Regions from separate parts of the Mus musculus genome. Here region 2 is linked to region 1. The links are chromatin contacts, called in public HiChIP or PLAC-seq maps. All regions are on one chromosome and are shown on one strand. Each heading gives the region's core, a stretch centred on a gene start, on an enhancer-like site or on the middle of the called end of the contact. The rest is flanking DNA. Distances are from core to core; before and after follow the strand shown. Region 1 has its middle 84 kb from the start of 4930425O10Rik. Region 2 overlaps Tspan5 (tetraspanin 5).

Region 1 (7,926 bases), core at 1,672-4,171:
TTCTGAGGTCTGGAAGTGTCCCTAGATTCTGTGACAAAGCACGTTCGCAAGGTGGGAGAGACAGAAAAATGTACATCGAACTCTTCTTAAAGAAGGGCAACTACTTCCATCCATGTGGGGTTTGCTTTTGCAATCCATTTCCAAAGTCCTCATGTCCAACACTGTTGCTTTGTCAACTAAATTTCAACACAGAAATGTGGGCCTGCAGCCAAATGTATGGATTCTAGGAGAAACAAGGAGGCCAAAGAAATGCTAGCTTTCTATAGAGTGTCCCACTCACAGTCCAGAGGCCAGTTTCCCCCCACAACCTGCTTCATCTAAGCCACCATCAATATCCCTCATTCTTGCTCGTAGGGATATGATATGGTGCCACCAAGAGGTGGCTTCTTCAAGATGGCTAGAAGGCGTGGGTCTAACAAGACTATGAAGTGCAGCTCCTGTTTCCTTGGCTAAGTTCCTGCTTCCTCTCTTTTAGCCCTAACACACACGGCACTTTTACCATCTTGCACACGCGGCACGGCACGTTTACCGTCTTCGCAACTGTCACCCACTCTCACAGGTGGCTGTAGAACCAGGTCAGACTGGAATCACCTAGATTAAACACTCCGGGGCGAAGTGCAGAAATGATGCATGGATAAAATCCCCTAATTCCAGCAGTTAGGAGGCTGAGGCAGGAGAATCACGATGAGTTCAACAGCAGCCTGGGCTTTAAGTAGTAAGGCTTTATCTCAAAGCAAAACAGTAAATGCCATCTTTAGACGAGCAATGCCCTTTCTACAGCCTGATCCCGTCAAAGCTGCACAGTGGCAAACTGGGGGCTCAGGGTTGAGGGAACACGATGGCAAGCTAGCTCATTGTTGTCTTCAGACATATACTAAAAAAAGCTCTCAAATTCAGCTTGGTATTTGAAGGACACATCAGCGTATGGGAAGCAGGAGAACATGGGCTATGGGGTACAGATGGTGGTGGGAAGACCGGAGGGGCTGGAGAATAGGGAAAGGGGGAAGGTGGGGAAGGGGGAAGGCAAAGAGAGGGTTAAGGGGGAAGGTGGGGATGGGGAGGCTGAAGGATAGGGGAAGGCAGGAGATGGGGGAAGGGGGGTGGGGGAAGGTAGGGGATGGGGAAAGGTGGAGAATGGGGGACTATGGAACATGCAGAGGGCAGGACTCAGTGACTCCTCTGTTAAGCCACCAATTCTGTTCTGAGCTCCCCAAAGAAAGCAAAGGTTTGGAAACTGCTCTCATCTTCTTTAGACCACTTTGAGGTAAGCAAGTCTTTTTATTCAGGTTCTCAGCCCCAGCCCAAGCAGCTGTACCCTTGACCCATATACCTTATCCTGTGACCTGTATACATCACGTGCCCCGGAGACGAGTTTGTAGATGCAATCTTCACCATCTCACAATATCTATGAGGTTTCCTAGCGCATGTATTCACATACACCTCTACATAGGTGCACACACATGTACACTCGCACACTGGCCGGAGACTGGGGCTCTTGGAAACTGTGTGAGTGGCCAGCGTCTAACCTGGTTGTTCACCCACCATCCTGTCATTTCTAGAGTTAGCCCAGTTAGCTCACTGCAAACAATACAAGACTAAAACCAACCAGGCTCCTTACCCAGGCAGAGTGATTCACAGAACACACCATAACAGGTTTGGTTCTCAAATTATACACACAGGCAGGAAGTGTTTCCCAGCAGGTGGCAGAGCCTCCATGGGATTGTTTTGTTTAGGAAACAACCGTTCACATCAGCTCGCTGGAGGCTCCAGAAAGCCTTTATTGTTTTAACCAGGCCCTTGGTGTTTGGCCAGCTGCTCTGACATTTCATGGTGTGAGTGACTCAGTGGAGAAAGCAAAAGGCAGCAAGCCTTGAAGCCAAGCCTAGAGAACTTTCTGGAAAAGATACACAGCCTCCGGAGGGAGAGAACTGAGTGGCTACATAAGCCGCAGGTATTTTCATCTCCCCAAGCTCGGGACCCCTCGAGAGTGGTGACAGTGGGTGCTGCAAACTCACAGAAGTGGGGAGCATTCCGTCTATTTAAATTATTGTTTTCATGCTGGGTGCGATGGCCCATGCTTTTAATCCCAGCACTCAGGAGGCAGAGGCAGGTGGCTCTTTGAGTTCGAGGCCAGCTGAGAGAGAGAGAGAGAGAGAGAGAGAGAGAGAGAGAGAGAGAGAGAATGAGAGAGAGAGAGAGAGAGAGAGAGAGAGAGAGAGAGAGAGAGAGAAGCCGGCACTACACAAGGAAACCCTGTTTAGGAAAAAAAAATTTTTTTTTCAATCCGTGCTTAGAGCAACAACAATTAAGGTAAGGTTTCAGATGGGGCTCATGAACTCTCTCTCTTGAGCGTCTTGCTTGAGCAGGCTCTCTGACAGGCTGTGACTTCACGCTCGTTCCTGCTGTGATCAGTAATTATGAAATAAAACATATAGCCAGGAAAGGGTCCCACCTCCTGAGCAGGGGCGCCTCTCCCCTCCTGAGTGCCGGTACCTCTCAACTGAAAGCAAGATTAGGAGAATCCAGTGTTGGCAAGAGATAAAGGGATCAGTGGAAGAAGGAGCAGCGAAGGCCCCAGGAAATTTACATAAGCCTGAAGCCGGAGTGGTTCAGACAGCCAGAAGAGCACGCCCCCAACCTCACCCCCAACCCCAGCCCCCGCCCCGGGGAGAAAGCAGGCCAGAAGAAAACCTCTGTAATGAGCTGTGAAGCCCGTGGGCTGCAGAGGGTTAGTTAGTTAAAGTAGCCTCCCCTCCATCTATACGGCAAGCAAGCAGCTGCCACAGCAAACCTGTCTGCAGCTGGCATTTCCTTTCTTTCCCTCCCAAGGCGGCTGAGCCTTTGAAGTAATCCTGGGTGTGAAAAGCTGGGAGGAGGTGCACAGAAGACCCACTTGGAAGCCACCTTCACAGAGCGGGCGGTGAGGCTCTGGAGACAGCAGCTACGGGATGGCGAGCTAGCAAGAGGCAAGGCGGACCGCCCAGCCTAATGGGCCTCCTCCAGCGCTGGAAACTCGCATCCCATTTCTCTTAGGCAACAGAGAAGGCAAAAGACACAGTGATCCTAAAGAGCGGCCCTTCTAAGCCACAGTGAATTCCCTAGGACAAACAACTTTTGGGCCGTTGGACGGCTCAGTGAGTGGGTAAAGGTGCTCAGCGCCCTGCCAGACATCAGGGTGGGGGAAAACATCATTTACAAGTTGTCCTCCGGGCGTCGCAGGCCTCTGAGCTCTCTTCCGCCCATTCATACCCGTAGTCCGTGGGTCTTTGGAGCCTGAAATCCGTGAACAGTCGGACCAGAAGAGAGACTGCACCGCTCGTGAATGAAGCTCGTGAGATATTTGATGATATTGACTCATGAAAACTAACTGTTGAATGGAACACAGGTCGGTGGAACAATCACAGGTGTAGATGTCAGTGTGAATACGCACCTTAGAGCTGTGGAAATGACCCTGAAGAACAGAGAACCTGAACGGTTGGAAACATTGAGTACTCCAGGCAGTAACATCCAGCTTACCCCTGGATACACACGTTGTCTTCTGATCTCTAATATGTAGGCCATGGCCTGTGCACCACATACATGTACAAATACATAGATGAATATTTAAAACTTAAAGAAAACCAGCTTTGTCAGGGTGACAACATGCCCACAATTCCAGCACTTCGAAGTGGAGGGAGAAGGACCAGCAGTTCAAGGCTAGCCTCAGCTACATGGTGAGATTGAGGTAGGCCTGGGCTACATGGAAAAAAAACAAAATAAAACAAAAAACAAACAAAAACCCAGAAAGAGAGCTTTGTTGATCTATGCTCAGGAATAAGGCATAAACAATGATTTAAATATTTAACACATTACTTCTACAAAAAAAGAAAAGAAAAGGCAAAGAAAATGGAAAGAAAAGCAAAATCTAGTGACTAAGTTGTGGGTGGCAGTAGAGAGTGGCAACTATACCTGCTCCAGGCCGACTTGTTGGAAGAGAATACAGATGCTAAAAGGAAAGGCTCTTTTCTCTACAGCAGACGCGGTGGGCCCTGGAGCTGCACTGGAAAAGTCTGAGCAAGAGAGGGCAGACAGAACCTGTCCCAGCTTTCTTATGACTTCCAAGCAGCCCAGAAGGGGATTTACGGGGGGGGGGGGGGGAGAAGGGAGAGAGAAAGAGAGGGGGGAGAGAAGGACAGAGGAAACACGCCCCACCCCCACTACTCACTCCCATCCCCCCCAAAAAACCCTCAACAGAACCTTTAGTTTAAGATTGCGGCTGAGGCCACCAGGGAAGCAAGACATTGAGCCACACACTAGACCAACACTGGTCAAGGGCCCCAGGCAAAGTGGAGGAAGCAGTTAAGAAGGAGAAATAAACAAATTAACTTGTCAGAGCCATCCAATTAGACAGGCCTAATGAAATAGATCCTTGCATAATAAAGTAGCATTTAGAGGGAGTGGCCATGACCATGTTTGTGATTTTATTCAGACTCCTGCTCAAAGATGCGACAAAGGTGATCACAGGCTAGCACAATACACACAACAGTGTCATGTTGGAATCATGTTGGAATATCCAACACATTACAGTAATCCTAAATATGTATTGTGCTGTTTTAAACCAGTGGTTCCAGGTACTCAAGTCCCTTTCAGGGTTCCCCCCCCATTAATAATATTAAACGCATTTTTGCCTGTTTTAGTTCCATGGTTTTGCATATAGAGTTCTCCAAAGGCAGCAAGTCTCTTAATGCCATCGTTGTTCCAAGAGCTGGTGAGAGCTACACTTACATATGTGTGTGTACATACATACCTACATGTATATATGTGTGTATTTGTAAGTATACATATATGCATATATATGTAAGTATACATATGTATGTATGTATGTATGCATGATACATGTAGATGTATGTAAACAGTCCAGTGGGGGCTGAAGCGAGAGCTCAGCAGTTAACAGTGTATGCTTTCAGTCTCTTTCAGAGGACTGAAGTGCAATTTCCAGCACCAGCATCAGAAGGCTCACAACTAGCTGTAACTCTAATTCCAAGGGATCTGTCTCCCTCTTCTGGCCTCTGTAGGCACTGCACTCACATGCACACCCCAAGCTCAGGCACCCATGTGCACACAATTTTTAAAACTTAAAAACATTCAAATGTTAGTTATAATATGCAAGTATTGAGAGACTTTATCCCATGAACAAAGCCTTTGGAGTCCTCAATAATTTAATAGCTTAAAGGAGCCTTAAAACCAAAAATTCTGAGAACTCAGGCCTGGGAAAACCTAAGTGAAATTGTACTACTTACTACACTCAGTAATAAACTTAGCATTGGAGTGCAGAGGACTTCATTTTTGTGAAAACGTTTAACGTAATTGGGTTAAGTTTACTTGAAAATTTAAAATTCAGTCATATTCAAATATGATTTTGAAAGTTATCAATCATGTGTTATAATTTATAAGTATCTAAGAAGAAAACAACTTTCCAACTATAAAATAACCCAGTTTTTAGATATTTAGTAATGCAGTATTAAAATTAAGGTATGTGCAACTTAGGTATATTTTGAGTAGAATATTTAAATTTTAATCCAGAAGTATTTACTAACAATCAGCCATAATGAGGTTTAAAACATATTCCTTACAAGCTGAGGAATTGCTATCTATAGAAATAAGCATGAAATGAAGACAAAAATTGTATGAAATAAATAGATAATTATTTACTAATTATATTTTTACTTCATTACTCTTTTTCTGTTTTTCTTTTGTGTATGAATGCATTGTCTCTGCTTATGTCTATACAACATGTGCATTCCTGGTGCCAAGGAGTCCAGAAGAGAGCATTAAATCCCCAGAACTGGAGCCTAGGACAGTTGTGAGCCACCATGTGGGTGCTGGGAACCGAACCCAGATCCCATGCAAGAGCAGCAAGTGCTTAGCCATCTCCTCAGACCCATTTTATCACTCCTATAAAAACGACTAACCCACCATTAGAATTGCTATAAATGTACAGTAATAAATTACACAGTTGCTTTTTGAAGTTTTATATACATATAAAACCCACAGCCCGACCTCAGGTTTCCAGTGTCATCAGAGTAAAGGTGGACTTTGTACATGATCTACCTGTGAGGAGTAACTAGACATTCCTTCTAAAACACAAGATGAGGGCTCCGTAGCACGTGCTTGCCTGGGCCTTGGAAGATAGGGCGGCCCATACACACTCAGAGTTTCACATAATGATCTTCTAAAACAATTTTCATATTTCTACACGGCATGTAGGTTAATTGAACCATAGGGAGAATCAGCCTTAATCATCCATCTGCTTAGGCTGGGCTTGGGCTCTGTCCCAGGCTGGGATGCATCAGAACCTGCAATGTCTCATAGACATGAAGTAAACAAGATGGGGGTCTGAAATACCCTGGAGGGGTGAGTGCATACAAGATCGGGGTTGGTTTTGTTATGTTTTTTAGCATAAACTAATAAGTTAATATATAGACTTTTTTATTTTATGTGCATGTTTTGTCTACATGTATGTCTCTGTACCAGGCACACGCGTGGTGCCCATATGGACTAGAAAGGACATACAGATGTTGGATCCTATGGAGCTGGAATTACAGACTGTTATTAACTCACCGTGTGAATGCTAGGACTTGAGTGTAGGCCTTAGTGAAGAGCACCCCATGTTCTTTACCAATGAGCCATCTCTCAAGCCCTTATATATCCACTTTAAAAATAAGGAAATTATAAAGAATAACATACCTTTAGGTCATCTACAGTCCACTGTCCAGCATGAGCTACCTTAAGATGCAGGGGACATATCTTTCTGGTTTGTTTTGTTGTGTTTGAACATGCACACATGCCCAGTTACATACCCTTCTAAGCTGGGATGGCAGCATAGATTCTGTTATACTCCGTGTTTCTGTTATCCTGTGACACCTTTGCACTTGAAGTGAAATCGGAGATACTTGCCTGAAGTGAAACATTACTCCAATTCCACAGCTGTTGGTGCTTACTGAGTGCCTCCTCTGTGATGAACATTAGACAGTTGCTAATACTCACACATTTTCAAGGTCTTGGTGTACTTATCTGATTATTTTCTTAGCGGTAAAACAATGATACAAAATATAGAAGACTTCTGATGCCTTTGGCAAACTCCCTAACAGTGGTTGTTACTTCGCGAGGCCCTGATTTCGCCATCTCTGAAGACCTCTTGCCCGCACAACACGCTTCTGCTCCTTCTCTTTGCTTTCATCTTTGCCAGTTTCCCTGGCTACTGTGTTAGCTCATAATTATTTAATTTGTATTTCTCTAATTACCAGTGAAATAAAATATATTTTATTATGCCTGCTGGCTACTTTTACTTTTTTAATGAACTGGGTTTTTTTTTTAATATAGTGAGGCTCTTCACCTGTTTTCAAATTGAGATGTGTCATATTTTTAAAGATGATTTTCCAGAGTTTTTTTAGCCTACTTTAAAGTCTTCGAGTTACTTTCAATGCTAAAGAGTGTATGTATGTGTGGTGTGAGTGTATAAGTGTGTGTGTGTGTGTTGTTGTGTGGGGGTATGGTGTGTGTATTGTGTGGGAGTATGGTGTCTGTATATGTGTGTATGTGCGTGTTTTGTGGAGGGATGTGGGGTGTGTGTGAGTGTGTGTGTGTGGGGTGCTGTAATATGTGTTTGTGTGGTGTATGAGTGGTGTTTATGGTGTGTGTGTGTGAGTGTGGTATGTGTGTGTGTGTGTGTGTGAGTATGTGTGCGATGGAGTTTGGTGTGTGTTGTGTGTGGTATCTGTGTGTATATGCATGTGCACATGTGGTGTGTGCATGTGTGTGCAGGTGTGCCTGCATATATGCTTGCAGGCCAGAGGAGGGCACCGGCTAGCCTTCTCTATTGCTGTCCACCTTATTCCCTTGAGGCAGGTCTTTCCCTGATCCTGGAGGTCTCTCTTATTGAGGAGG
Region 2 (7,926 bases), core at 2,035-4,534, 230 kb before region 1:
AGAGATGGCTCAGAGGTCAAGAGCACTGACTGCTCTTCCAGAGGTCCTGAGTTCAAATCCCAGCAACCACATGGTGGCTCACAAACGTCTGTAATGGGATCCGATGTTCTCTTCTGGTGTGTCTGTAGACAGTTACAGTGTACTCATGTACATAAAATAAATAAATCTTAAAAAAGACAAAGAAAAGCAGCACAAGAGCAGGGGGGATTCCAGCTATTTCCTGGGCATACAAGCTGGTGGCCCCCGCCCTTTGGGATGGAGGTGCAAGGAGTGGAAGTTCACGGCCATCCTTAGCTACACAGTGAATTCAAAGCCAGGCCATACAGGAAACTCGAAACAAAATATCAAGGTGGAAAGAAAACTAACAAGGACTAAAAGAGAAAGTTCTACTTGAGTTTTTAATCTGGACCCAGAGAGTCTTGCTTTGATGCTCCTGAAGATTTTAACAGAGCCTGTCTAAAACTAAAGCTCACACTTCATGCTGGAAAGAGGGAAGGGCTGTTTAGGGACATCAGAGAAGAAGAGTGAAAGAAGTACTACGTCTCAACTGATGCCTTCTCCAGGCTAGCTGGTGACCCATGTCAGCAGCAATTAAGGCTGGTCCTGGCTCATTCATGAGAACTGGCTTTCAACTCAGCATTAGCAAAGAGATGAGCAGTCTGGATGGAACCTGGGGACTCTGGTAGCGACATCACTGGCCAGCAATACTACCACGGCTTACGTCCTAATTCTGCACGTAAAGTTGACTATCTTAGCTTTGGAGTTTAAACACTAACTTTTAAATCTTGAAACTTATTTTTTAAAAACGAGCACAAACCGTCCTCTGGCGACTGTCCCTCCAATAGCCAGAGCTGACATGACAAGCACACACACATGGCCTAGCACTGGAATGTGACAAGTTTTTATCCTTCTCCTACCTGTATGCTCCAGGCATGGAGGGGGTAGTGAGGCCAATGATGTTGACCTTGGCAGAAGTCAGAAAATGCCACTCTGAGATGCTGAGTCTAGGTGGAGGGAGAGTGGAGTGACTGGTCACCTGTGCTTAGGGTGACAAGGAAGGGAGATTCTGACCCCCTTGGGGGGTCGGGGGGAAGCAGATGCAGAAAGAGAAGGGATGAGAATAAGGGAAAATAATGGTGGTGTGTGTGTGTGTGTGTGTGTGTGTGTGTGTGCGATTAAGAATATTAAGATTATAATAATAGGAGCTGATGTAAATTAGCACACATTCCTAAACTTGCCTCATATTCATGCTGCAATCCAGCTCAGATTACGGCTGTCCCAGCAAGCAAGAGAGGAAAGCCGAATCACTCATAACATAAAGCGCTGCTCTAAACACGAGATACAGCTCAGTCCATTACAAACGTGAAAGCAACAAGTGTTTTCAACAAATCGCCACTCCAGAAACTGGACAACCAGCTTTTGTTATTTTGTCTTTTTTTTTTTCTTCAGAGCTATGTATACGTATGCATGTATGTGTGCCAACCTGATGTGTGGGAAGTATGTAGAAGACAGGCGTTGACACTAGACTTTTTTTTTTTTTTTTGTCAACTGCTTCTCCATCATTTTTGTTTGTTTGTTTTTAGAGACAGAGTCCTTTCCTGAACCTGGAGTTTACCATTTTGGCTATACTGTCTAGTGAGATCCTGGCATCTTGTGACCTCCCAGTGCCAGACTTAAAAGTGTGTGCCATCTTGTCCTGATCTTAACGGACGCTGGGGATCTGGATTTAGGTCCTTGCCGGTGCACAGTAACCACTTTGCCCTCTGACCCACCTCCCTCCCCAGACACGGCAATTCTGTTTTTAATTCTTCATTTGAAGCAATGTCAGTATGTAGTTCAGGTTGGCCTCAAAGTCAACGTGCAATCCAGGCAGGGCTTGAACTCAGTGTGATCCTCCTGTTGTAGCCTCTTAGATGTTTGGATTATCTCTATATACTATTTCACATGGCTCCTAGCTTTATAGATTAATTCATTTTTTGAGGGACCTCTATTCCTTTCTTCATAACGGCTCTTCTAATTTATATTTTTACCAACACTGTGCAAGGGTTCACTTTCCACACCTTCATTAGCACTTGTTATTATCTTTCATCTGGCAAAATTGTTTTGCATCTCAGTTTCTCTGCTTACTGCCTATGTGATTGTAGGCAAGCCGCCTCACCTGCCTAAGCCTCAATTTACACATCCGTGAAATTATAGCATATGCCATAAGGTGATTATGAGAACGAGATAGATCAAGTAAATGCAAACACTCTGCGCGAAATACCTGGCACAGAAAAGAATCCAGTGACAGCTTAGCTCTATCATCCACATCTCTATTACGTTAGGACAAGGGGATGCCACCACATCCACGGGTACATCTGAGAGGAAGGATGCTCTGGCTGGGTTTGTGTGTCAACTCGACACAAGCTGGAGTGAGCAGAGAGGAAGGAGCCCAGTTAGCCAGCTGAGGAAATGACTCCAGGAGATCCAGCTGTAAGGCATTTCCTCCTTTAGTGATCAACGTGGGAGTTGGCATCCCCTGGGCTAGCGGTCCTGGGTTCTGTAAGAAAGCAGGGTGATCAAGCCACAGCAAGGAAGCAAGGAAGCAGGAAGCCAGTAAGCGGTGCACCTCCATGGCCTCTGTATCAGCTCCTGTTTCCAAGATCCTGCTTCAGTTCCTGCCCTGACTTCCTCTGGTGATAAGTAGCAATGTGGAAGTGGAAGCTGAATAAACCCTTTCCTGCCCAACTTGCTTTTTGGTCATGCTATTTTGTCTCAGCAAAAGAAACCCTAAGACACTCGCTCTCACTCGCACGTATACACATACGCACGCACGCACGCGCTACCAGAGAGGAATCTCTTGCTCCAAGTACTTCCCCTGCCTGGTGCCTAAGGAAATCTGAGGCCACTCTGTTGATTTCACAAAGTGAGGCAAAAGTATCTGGAGCTCGCTAATTGGATCTTTGCGGGACAGGGTAGGGGGTAAAAATAATAGAAGCTTGTACAGAGGAGGGCAGAGGGGAGAACCAGGAGGGAGCAAAAGCAGGACTAGGTAAAAGCTTCTATGGGTACCCAGAAGCGGCACAGCGGGAGGAAGAAGACGGAGAAGTCACAGCCTCAAGGGGACCCTGCCCAAGCAGCAGCTGGATCCTTCTGCAGCCAGGGAGCTGACAGCACATGGTGGCGGTTGGACTCAGAACTCTGCAGTGACCTTCTTATGGTTGCTCAACTCCAGTCTGTCCGCATAAGCTCCGGTAAGAGGGTGGAAACATCCGCCAACCTTCGTCCCCACCGCGTCACCAGCACCTCATCCGCCCAGCCATCTCTGCTGCTGAAGCAGCATCTTCTTCACGGTTCCCGCAAGAGAGGAGTCTGTTCTGGGTAACAATTTCTTCTTCAAAGAAGTTGCTTTTTGCAAGCGCCAGAAACAAAAAAAGGCAAACAAAGCTGCGGTGTGTTCCAAGCCAATACACTTCAGGAGTGTCTGTGGTTTTCCTCAGCGCCAGCACAGAGCAGCCTCTGTGTGCCACCTGGCAGGCTGCAGTTTCTTCTGTCAACCCACACAGAGAAGAACTGCAAAAAAATAGCAGGAACGCACCCCGGGGTCTGGGGCTCTCCTGTCTTTTCATAAACAAGCAGATTCCTTCCAACGGCTGGACGAGAAACAGAGAGGCAGGCATATGAAATGTGTACAAACCCAGACCAGTTGAATTCCGCTGAGATATTTCTGACACTGGGTCCTGATTCACCTATGCCCCACACACCAGGCCTTACCGTAATGGTGGGCCTGAAAACCTCCCCAGGATACGAGGGAAGGAGCCATTTCCATTGCTGACAATGGCGGGTGCGACATTTCAAAGAACATGCAGCTCCCCATAGAGGGGGTTGTCCTGGAGAATTGGAAATGTGTTTCTGAAGGATGTCCGCAGAAGGACCAGGCAGGGGACTATGGAAACACATCAAAGGCCCTCCAAGAATGTGCCATGGCAGTCATTTTGTAAAAACCCAAGTCTCCATCTACGGGATGGATGAACTGCGCAGAGGCCAGAGGGGGTAGGGGATGAAGAGTGCCAGGAGAGCGTGTCAGGAGATGTGATGGGGCGAGAGCAGCCTAGCTCACACCTAGTAGAAAAGCTCACAAGCAGGAAAGCCAACTGCTTCAAAGGCACAAGATCCCTTCCATTTTACCTTGTCAAGCAAGTTCATCAGAGTGACTCAAGTAATCCTTTCTTGCAAAATTAAAAAAAAAAAATCGTCATGAGGTATCTTTGAAGAGATGAAGAGGGTTACGATCATCTTTTAAGCCTATACAGAATCTAGCAGTCAAGCAGCTGTTGGGAGGACAGCTGGGCCAAGTTCCACAGGCTGGCATTGCTCACAGGTAGGGAAGACACAGTCCCCGCCCCCACGAGTGAGTGACTGTCCCGCAGACACAGCTCCACACAGAAGTGTCCCCACATGCTAAGGTCCCTGTGTTCCTTGCCGCTTGCTGGATTCTTTCATGTATCTATTTAGAAGGCAGAAAATATACTTAGGAACATTCTAGTCTTAAACAGAATATTTAAACAGAAAAAGCAATAGAAGCTCTGTTTAGGACTGAACGCCTCTCCAGCCCATTAGTATGTTGAAACATAATCACCACCAATTGTTGAAGATGATATCTTGAAGGATATTAGGCTAGGAGAAGGCCATGAGACTAGAACCCCAATGCCCTGACAGGGGTCCTTGTAAGAAGAGGAAGAGAGCAGAGCCTGGCCTCTCTCATCCTGCCCTGTGCAGATGCAGTGCGGATTCACCCATCTGCAGACTAGGACGACAGACAGTCTTCTCTTGGAATGGAACCAGCCAGCGCCTTGATGTAGACGGCCATCCTTCTCAGGGCTGTGAGGGACCAAGGGCTATCATTCGTCATTTAGTCCACAGTGTAGTATCTTGTCTTAGTCTGCAGTCTGAAGTTGAGATGCCAAGGACTCCATCAGTCTTGGCCATTTAGAGTAAGATCCAGTGACAGCCTACAGCCTGTCCACAGGGAGAGGCTATGGGCAGCTATCCAAGAGTGCTGCCATGTGCTCGGAGATGGAAGGCCATGTCAGCAGACTTGAGACGCAGAAACAACTTGGTCAACAGGGTCTCTGGATGTGACAAATGACGAAGACAGAATAGGGTGTCTGGATGGGACTGGACCTGCCCTGCGGATGCTCAGGAGAGGAGAGCCCAGGCACTTCTGTACCAGGAAGCTCCATGTAGGCAGTGGCTAGGCACCACGGACGCAGCTGGTGGGCCAGTTGTGGAGAAGGCCCAGTCCTGAGAGCCACCCTGCTGAGACCTGCATTACTTTACTCTCATGACAAACCTATAACCTGGGTACTCCAGGTGGGGAAACAGACAGAAAGTGAGAGAGGTCAACCTGCCAAATCACTGAAGGGAGAAACCTCCCTTCCCCTGTAGGGATGTCTATCTAGGTCACATGGCCACTGAGCTGTAAGTCCTGTCCCCTTGGTATTCCCTACTGAATAACAAGCACGGCCCCAGAAGTTGTCTGCCTAGTAGCAGAGGCTGTGTTAGAGAAGGCAGGGGAGACTGGAAATCCAAAAGGCACAGGCAGGATCAAGGAAGGGCTCTTTCCTATTCTGGGAAGTGGAGTCCTCTCATCCCCTGTTAACAGCCATAAAACTCTCCCTTTCAACAGTTAGGGAGGCCACTCCTCCCCTTGCCCTGCCTGCCGGGAACTAAGTAATAATGAGCAGAAAAGCAGACAAAAGCAGGCGAGGGAAAACACCTAATTCTCTAACAAAACAAGGTATCATACGGAGTCCCCTTCTTAACAAGAGAAACGAGAGGCCATTTCCCAGAACTTCCAAGCCTGCTATTTCAAAGGCTGTGTCACTCATACCAGATATCAGAAACAAACCAGGTGTAATTTACCTCCTTTTATGTAGTAAGAAATGTGAAAGTAGTCCATTCACGAGAAATCTTAGGGAACTACTGACTTCTGTTGCTCAATGAGAGAGGCCATGGAATAGCCAGGGCTTAAAATAATGTTCATCTCCTCACTGATGAATGGTTCAGAGATCATATTTCTTATCACTGCATTTAATACTGGGTCTTGTTATGTGGCCTCAGATGACCTCAAATTTATAACCATCTTTCTTACACTACCCTGCCAGGTGCTGGAATTACAGGCATCCACCACCCTGTGGATGCCCTGTGTAAACAACATGTTTTCTTTCTTGTTTCCCCATTTCCCACTTTTTCTTTCTTTGAGATGGGATTTCATGTAGCCTCAACTACAAAGCCAAGAACTGCCTTTAACTCATGGCCCTCCCAAATCCACCTCCAGAGTGATAGGAATAAAGGTATAGATTACCATATCAGGATTATGTACCAGAGATGGCCCCCAGGGACTTGAGAACCCCAGGGAACCACTATGCCACCCGAGCTACATCTCCAGCCCCTGGAGAGCATTTCTCGATCATCACACTAACAGGTGCCATTCAGGGACAGGAGAGAGGCCTTGGCAGTAAAGAGCACAGACTGTTCTGCAGAGGACCTGGGTACAGTTCTCGGCACCCACATCAAGCAGCTAATCCATACTCCATTTCTAGGGCATCCAAGGGCCTCTTCTGGCCTCTGCAGATACCTGCAGTGGTGGTCTCAGGGCAGAGGTGGAATTGGCAAGGCTATGAGGGAAGAAAAGCAGCAGAGTATGAGTTCCTAGGATCAAGTGAGCAGAAGAGAGAGTGAGGCACTGCAACCCGGAGCTGGGATGGGTTTCTGAGAGCCCCATGGATGAGAAACCACACTGGGTTTGTGCATGAGATTGAACTATGTGGGGACACCTAGCAAGGGCTCAGTAAGGAAACAGAAGGTCCAACTAAGCTCCCGGGCTCGCAAAGACATGGAGGGATGACAAAGGAAAGGATGCTGCCGATGACGGAGAGGATGCCCGACCCCAGGGTACACATCACCTGAACGAGTGCCTGTCGATCTCAAAGGAGAATTCTAACGGTGTGACTTGAGCTGCGTCCTTCACCCAATCAACACTCCTCCAGTGGCCTTCATTAGTGACAGCCACTGGAACGATCGATTGAGGCCTGTGCAGCCAGTGTTCACGGGACCACTCCAGCCCTTTTCAAGTTACAGCTTCATATTCACAGAGGGAGAAGGAAGGCTGAAGGAGGAAGGCTTGAGTGAGGAGGAGGAGGAGGAGGAAGTGAAGGACACTGACCAGGTGTGTGGCCGAATCCACACTGAGCGGAAGGGTGTCCTTCTAGAGGAACGGTTTGGGCTCTAGAAGTAGAAAAGGTGGATGTGATGGTAGGCATGCCTAGAATTGTCCACTGAGCCCCAAACCTAGATAGATGTGTGGGTTACGTGGTAAGGCAGCTGGGGCTGATAACAAGCTGGAACTATCAGCAAGCTGTGGACTCAGGGATGGACAGTGGATCTCAAACTCCATGGATACCCAAAACATAGTACATATTTCCTTTTTAATATATTGTATGTATATATATAATATAGTTATATTAAATATATTCTTATATAAAATTAATATTAAATATATACATATTTTTAAATGTTAAAGGTTTATTTATTTATATTTTATGCCTGTGCATGTATGTATGTATTGCACCATGTATATCAAGTGCCTGCATACGATCTCCTGGAACTGTAGTTACAGAAAGACGTGAACTTCCTTGTAAGTGCTGGAAAAAGGAACCCAGGCCTTCTGCAAGAATAGCAAGTGCTGTTAACTGCTAAGCCACCTCTCCAGGCCATAGGCATACTTTCTATGGCTCCTCAATTGTCCCCTCAGTGGTGGAAAGGGTAGGCTATAGGGAGGCCAGAGGTGCATGTCCAAGAGGATGGTGGTGGGGTTCCAGCCCATAGCATGGGAGGACCACCCAGAGAAAGGATGCTATCGCGATTTGGGCTGTAAAGCGTGGC

What was found. HiChIP or PLAC-seq counts read pairs in DNA pulled down with a chosen protein or histone mark.
Region 2: an H3K27ac HiChIP or PLAC-seq map of T-cell acute lymphoblastic leukemia shows a contact between it and region 1, with 6 times the contacts expected there. The contact joins two enhancer-like sites. A contact is called at or near these places in 1 of 484 Hi-C or Micro-C datasets (bone marrow-derived macrophages), 7 of 115 datasets of contacts at active chromatin or transcription factors (T-cell acute lymphoblastic leukemia, differentiating embryonic stem cells, embryonic stem cells and 1 more) and 1 of 9 other capture datasets (adipose tissue).

What each region holds. Positions count from the first base shown.
Region 1 is chr3:138,639,341-138,647,266 of GRCm38.p6, reverse strand. No RefSeq gene overlaps it. Among named protein-coding and RNA genes, the nearest start is that of 4930425O10Rik, 84 kb to the left of the region's middle. Within about 2 kb of position 2,921, at least 123 of the 459 cell types and tissues checked have an H3K27ac peak or open chromatin away from gene starts, as enhancers often do. A contact at or near this core is called in T-cell acute lymphoblastic leukemia, where this site is marked.
Region 2 is chr3:138,872,584-138,880,509 of GRCm38.p6, reverse strand. All of the region lies in intron 2 of Tspan5 (tetraspanin 5), which reads right to left. Among named protein-coding and RNA genes, the nearest start is that of Tspan5, 130 kb to the right of the region's middle. Within about 2 kb of position 3,284, at least 65 of the 459 cell types and tissues checked have an H3K27ac peak or open chromatin away from gene starts, as enhancers often do. A contact at or near this core is called in T-cell acute lymphoblastic leukemia, where this site is marked.